Linked DNA regions of Mus musculus: region 2 is linked to region 1. The links are chromatin contacts, called in public Hi-C maps. All regions are on one chromosome and are shown on one strand. Each heading gives the region's core, a stretch centred on a gene start, on an enhancer-like site or on the middle of the called end of the contact. The rest is flanking DNA. Distances are from core to core; before and after follow the strand shown. Region 1 overlaps Whrn (whirlin). Region 2 has its middle 36 kb from the start of 8030451A03Rik.

Evidence for each region. A called contact is a pair of places that touch in the nucleus more often than the background predicts.
Region 2: a contact with region 1 is called in a Hi-C map of regulatory T cells, with 12 times the contacts expected there. The contact joins two enhancer-like sites. A contact is called at or near these places in 2 of 39 promoter capture datasets (the 3T3-L1 cell line and hippocampal neurons), 5 of 15 datasets of contacts at CTCF or cohesin (the NIH/3T3 cell line, embryonic stem cells, large pre-B cells and 2 more), 181 of 484 Hi-C or Micro-C datasets (the 3T3-L1 cell line, 3T3-L1-derived adipocytes, the 63-12 cell line and 96 more), 24 of 115 datasets of contacts at active chromatin or transcription factors (PVALB interneurons, astrocytes, bone marrow-derived dendritic cells and 18 more) and 3 of 9 other capture datasets (adipose tissue, embryonic stem cells and liver).

The regions. Positions count from the first base shown.
Region 1 is chr4:63,423,026-63,425,594 of GRCm38.p6, reverse strand. All of the region lies in intron 7 of Whrn (whirlin), which reads left to right. Among named protein-coding and RNA genes, the nearest start is that of Akna, 21 kb to the right of the region's middle. Within about 2 kb of position 1,299, at least 21 of the 459 cell types and tissues checked have an H3K27ac peak or open chromatin away from gene starts, as enhancers often do. A contact at or near this core is called in regulatory T cells, where this site is marked.
Region 2 is chr4:63,946,958-63,949,526 of GRCm38.p6, reverse strand. No RefSeq gene overlaps it. Among named protein-coding and RNA genes, the nearest start is that of 8030451A03Rik, 36 kb to the left of the region's middle. Within about 2 kb of position 1,271, at least 11 of the 459 cell types and tissues checked have an H3K27ac peak or open chromatin away from gene starts, as enhancers often do. A contact at or near this core is called in regulatory T cells, where this site is marked.

The sequences.
Region 1 (2,569 bases), core at 50-2,549:
AACCTATATAAGTCCCGAGACTGTAGCTCAGTATTGCTAGCACGTGCCAGGCCCTCTCTGTACAGGTTCTCTCTGTAGCACCTATGCAAATAATCTATTCACCGCCTGAAGTTATGAGAGGGTGGATCTAGGCTCGAAAACCCAGGCATCGCAGAGAGATGGTCAGGCTAAGAGCTGGAGTTTGGCATCAGGTCAGACACTAAATGAGGCAAGCAGTTTAGGAACTTTGACTTCAGCTGAAGGTCACGGAAAGAGTGCTGTTGGGGATGATAGGGTGTGGGGCAAGAGGCACCTGTGTGTGTGGAGGGCCAGAGACGTGGGCACTGTAGGTCTCAGTGAGCTGACACACCATGCCAGGTTAGCTTGTCCTTTTGTGCTGTGACAAACTACCTGGCGTAACTTAAGGAGAAGAGACTTATTTTAGCTCGTGGGTCTAGTGGGGTCATCCCACTGTTGTCCAACCTCATGCCCGTGGGCAGATCATCATAGTGGCCAGGCCATGTTAAGTGGAAACTGTTTACCTTGTGGGGAAGGGGGGCAGGAATCAGAAGGGACTACAGGGAGAAGCTAGGACAAGATACAGCTCCAAGGCCACACCCCCAGTGACATAACTCCCTAAGGACACACCCCCAGTGACACGACTCCCTCCAGCAGACCCTGCTTCTTCTCTTCACCATGTCCCAATTATGCCATGTTATTTTGAATACGACAAGGAGTGAGTCCAGTGATCAGAGTCCTCATGGGGCTGTGGGAGGCATTTCATATTTAAACTTGTAACAGCACCCCAAGCCAGGAAGCTGCCTATTCCACCACAATTCCAGGGTGTGTCCTCCACAGAGAACATCACTTCATCTAGCAGGTCTCCTGCCTTAGCAACCCCCCCCCCCAAGGGATTTCCTTATGTCACCTCACCTTAATGGGTTCCTTCTTTCCCTTGGTATTCTATCCGTCCAAGGATTTACAGAACACTTGCCTGCCTGTGTGAGAACTTGGGGCGCTAGGAGCTGTTTCCAGCAGCAGCAGCAGCCAAACCCATGAGCTCAGCTCCTCTCTGAATGTAGCTCAGCTCTGGAGTCCCAAGAAAGTGCTTTGTAGTTGACAAATGGGGAAACTGGGCAGTGTGCTTGACTGTCTGGGCCCTTTGGAGGTTGGTGGAGTCTCGACTCCCTTCTCAGGATAGCTGCTTTAACTGATTAGGAAGTTCATACAGAGGCAGATGAGTTTCAAACTGTGGGAGCACAATGGCAACTGGGCTGTTTTCTCCTGGTAAGGAAGTGGAGGCCAGGGTCAGGACCCATGTGACAGGAAAGATCTGGGACTTCCCTGGGTGACGGTAGCTGCCTTCACTCCTGGTAGAAGGAGGCTCTAAGCCAGGCTCTCTGCCCCAGTGTTCCCTCTCCAGAGCCCCAGTTTCCCTTATCTTAAGGGCTCCTCCTGACCTGGCCATTGTAGGTCATGCTTTCTCTCCACTCTGTGACATCCTTTTCCTCAGGACAAGGGAGGGAGACTGGGGGACAGGTGTCCTCTCAGCAGAAGGAAGCCCGGTCTGGTTAGCAGCATCCCTGCTGGGTTGTAATGTGACTCCGCCTCTGCGTCCTGCCCTGATGAGAGGTGACTGTGCCCGTCCTTCCAAGAGAACCCTTTGCTCTCCTGGTCTAGATGGCTCGTGAATAGTCAGTCACAGTAGGTGCCAGTTGCCAGCTTTGATTGAAGAAATCACTGCCCCAAGCAGTGCCAGGTCTTCTGTCTCTCAACACTTACCCCACCATTCTCCCCCTCTCCTGAGGTGACAAGCTCTTTTCAAACCAACCCTGCTCATGCAACAGTCTTGCTTTTCTTCTCTCTGTGCCTCTGGTTTTCCCTTTGCTGAGCTGTCTGCCTTCCCCACCACTGTCTCTTGTTTAGAACCTCTTCCCATCTTATTCATACTTCTCCCCTACAAGGTCTCTTCTCTTCCCCTTTCTCCTTCTGTCATGCAGAACTCTAATGCCTACACACACACACACACACACACACACACACACACACACACACCAGTGGCCTTCTGGAAGCTTGTGTAACTCAGTGCCTCGGTTTCCCCATATACAGACAGAATGGGAAATGGGCCATCCAGCTCAAACCTTAGGTGCATTTTGTGATGGGGGAGGGGGAGGGAGTGGCCTGACTTGGGAGTAACAAAGCTGAGAGAACAAAGCTGAAAATAGCACCTTTATGTAAGCAAGGAGCAGGAGGCAGAACCTGGAATGGCTTGGGGAGGGCAGAGTGCTGTGGGGAGGAACCTTATTTTGCTGAGGTGGCTCTGGGCACCTGAGCTGCACCTGGCCTTTGATAATATCCAAACCAGACATTACCTCCCCTGCCCCACGGTACCTGAGTGGGAGACAGGGCAAAGAATGTTCCTGGTCGTTCATTTTCCTCTCCCCCTTCCCCTCGTCCATTACTCCAAGTATGAGATTCAGGACCCTTTTTGGACCATCTCAAATATAAGAGAGGGACGGCTCTGCACCCCCACAGTTATGAGGCGGGTGGAGTAGAGGACAGGGATAGGGTCTTAAAGACCTCTTGTCTT
Region 2 (2,569 bases), core at 22-2,521, 520 kb before region 1:
ACTGCTCCCAGGCCTGGCATAGTTAGCCTTGCTCTCTAAGAAGTGTAATTGTTCACTAGAAAGGTGTGTATCTCACCCATTCATACCCTTCCAGCTCAGGAGCATTGGGGATGCCAGTGTGTGCTGGCAGGCAGGCTTTGTGTTGGTGTCTGGTACCAGCATCTCTTTCCTGGTCCTCCTACCACCCCAAGAAGCCCACAGATGTATCCAGTCTCTAGAAAAGAAGACAAGTGAGGCTCATTTGGGATTTGCCCCAGTCCTACCAGGACCAGAAAGAAAAGCTTAATAATTCACAGAAAATACTCACAGGGTACAGTGGGGGAGTCCAAACTAAGAAGCTCCCATAGACACATGCCACATTTGCCACGACAGGTTGGAAAGATGAGTTTCTCAACAGTGAAATGCCTTCCTCCAAGTTCACTTAGGCCCTAAGTGCCAGAGTCTATGATGCTTACAGACTCCTCTGGCCTGGGTACCTTGGAGAAAGCCCGTACATTGTTTTTCTTCCAATTTTTTATTAGGTATTTACTTCATTTACATTTCAAATACTATCCCGAAAGTACCCTATACCCTACATGTACCCCCACTCCCCTACCCACCCACTCCCACTTCTTGGCCTTGGCATTCCCCTGTACTGGGGCATATAAAGTTTGCAAGACCAAGGGGCCTCTCTTTCCAGTGATGGTCGACTAGGATACATATGCAGCTACATATGCAGCTAGAGACACGAGCTCCGGGGTACTGGTTACTTCATAATGTTGTTCCACCTATAGGGTTGCAGATCCCTTCAGCTCCTTGGGTGCTTTCTCTAGCTCCTCCATTGAGGGCCCTGTGTTTCATCCAATAGCTGACTGTGAGCATCCACTTCTGTGTTTGCCAGGCACTGGCCTAGCCTCACAAAAGATAGCTATATTCCTTTATCCCACTCTACGGTTCTGAATGCTCAGAACACCTCCCATGTACCTATTCCCTCATCTCAGTTCACAGGCTGCAAAACCAGCACAAGCTGGTACTGTGGCGCCCTCTGTAAAACGCTGATAGTCGTGTGGACAGCCTGGTTTGTATCTCACGCTCTCCTATTGCCAAGTCATTTTGGAATACCCACCTAATATTTCTGAATATCTTATAAAATGAAATTTAAGAATGACTATCTTAATGGCAAGGGGCGGGGTGAGGATGATGAGCAGTGATTGTAGAGACAACTCTCCACACAGGTTTCTCGCCCTCAAATCGAAAGATAAGGCAAATGTCTTGGGTAGGTACTTAAAAGAACCAGCAGGTGGCAGCCTCCTCCCATCTTAGGAGGGCAATGACCCCGGGTGTTCCTAATAGAGATGGTTGATGTTATTGGGGTTCTTGGCAAGAGGACTAGACTGGTGATTTGCCGATACCTCTGAGAAAACAATTTCTTCCCCTTCGCATTAACCTTCTCCATGGGAGTCTCCAATACTTCCTAGCGACTTATAAGAAGCCTGATTGGCCATCAATTCTTTCCTAATTCCTTATCTGCTTTTTATCCTAGGGTGGGGACAGGAACATTGCAAGCAAGGAGGTGTTTCTGTCCCAGTGACCAACTACCATTCTGATTTGACATGGGCCCTGGTAATAAACAGCCTCCTCTACAACTTGCTGAGCAACTGGCTCCTTTGTACCCTAAGCCCATTTCTGGTTTCCATCTGTTTGCTCATCCCCTCTTGCTGGTTATAAAGACAACCTGTAATATCCCCCATTGTCCTGGTCTATCTCTAACCTTTTACCAGTGATACTTCTAGTCCTCTTTACTCATTTTGATTCCCAGCATGGAGACAGGTGGGGAAATGTGGGACCAACTTCTCCCCATGGCTCTCACTATGCCTAGTGCTGTTGGCTTTCTCTCTATCAAGCCCTGTTTAGATATTGGCTCTTGCACATCATCTTTATTAACATGAGCAGCAATTGGCATAAAGTCAAGAGCACCTTAGCACCTGCTTCCTGGAGCCAGTCTCCATCCAAAAGCACTATAACGTGTTCTCTTCAATCATATTGTGCTGCTCTGTGGCTCAAATCCTGACACTTGTCTTCTGGTTCAAAGAAAAACTCAACATAACAGTGGCCTTGAAGATGCCTACCTCTCTGTCCTATGATGCTCTGGGGGACTGGCCTCCCACTAAGCCACTCAGGAGGCATGGCCACTGGAAGTCCTTGATCAAAAATGGTTTTTCCAGGCAGACAGTGGTGGCACAGACCTTTAATCCCAGCACTTGGAAAGCAGAGGCATGCAGATCTCTGTGATTTTGATACTAGCCTGGTCTACAGAGTAAGTTCTAGAACAAACAGGGCTACATAGAGAGACTCTATCTTGAGCCCCAACCCTCAATCAAAAAATGTTCTTCCCTTGGCACAGGTATGGCTTATTTTAACTTTGAGTTGTATTCCAGCACCATTATCTCCCTGAGATATTTCCTCCATAACCCTCCCCCCACCTCTCTCTCCATCTCTGTGTCTCTGTGTCTGTCTGTCTGTCTGTCTGTCTGTCTGTCTCTCTCTCTCTCTCTCTCTCTCTCTCTCTCTCTCTCCCTCTCACACACAC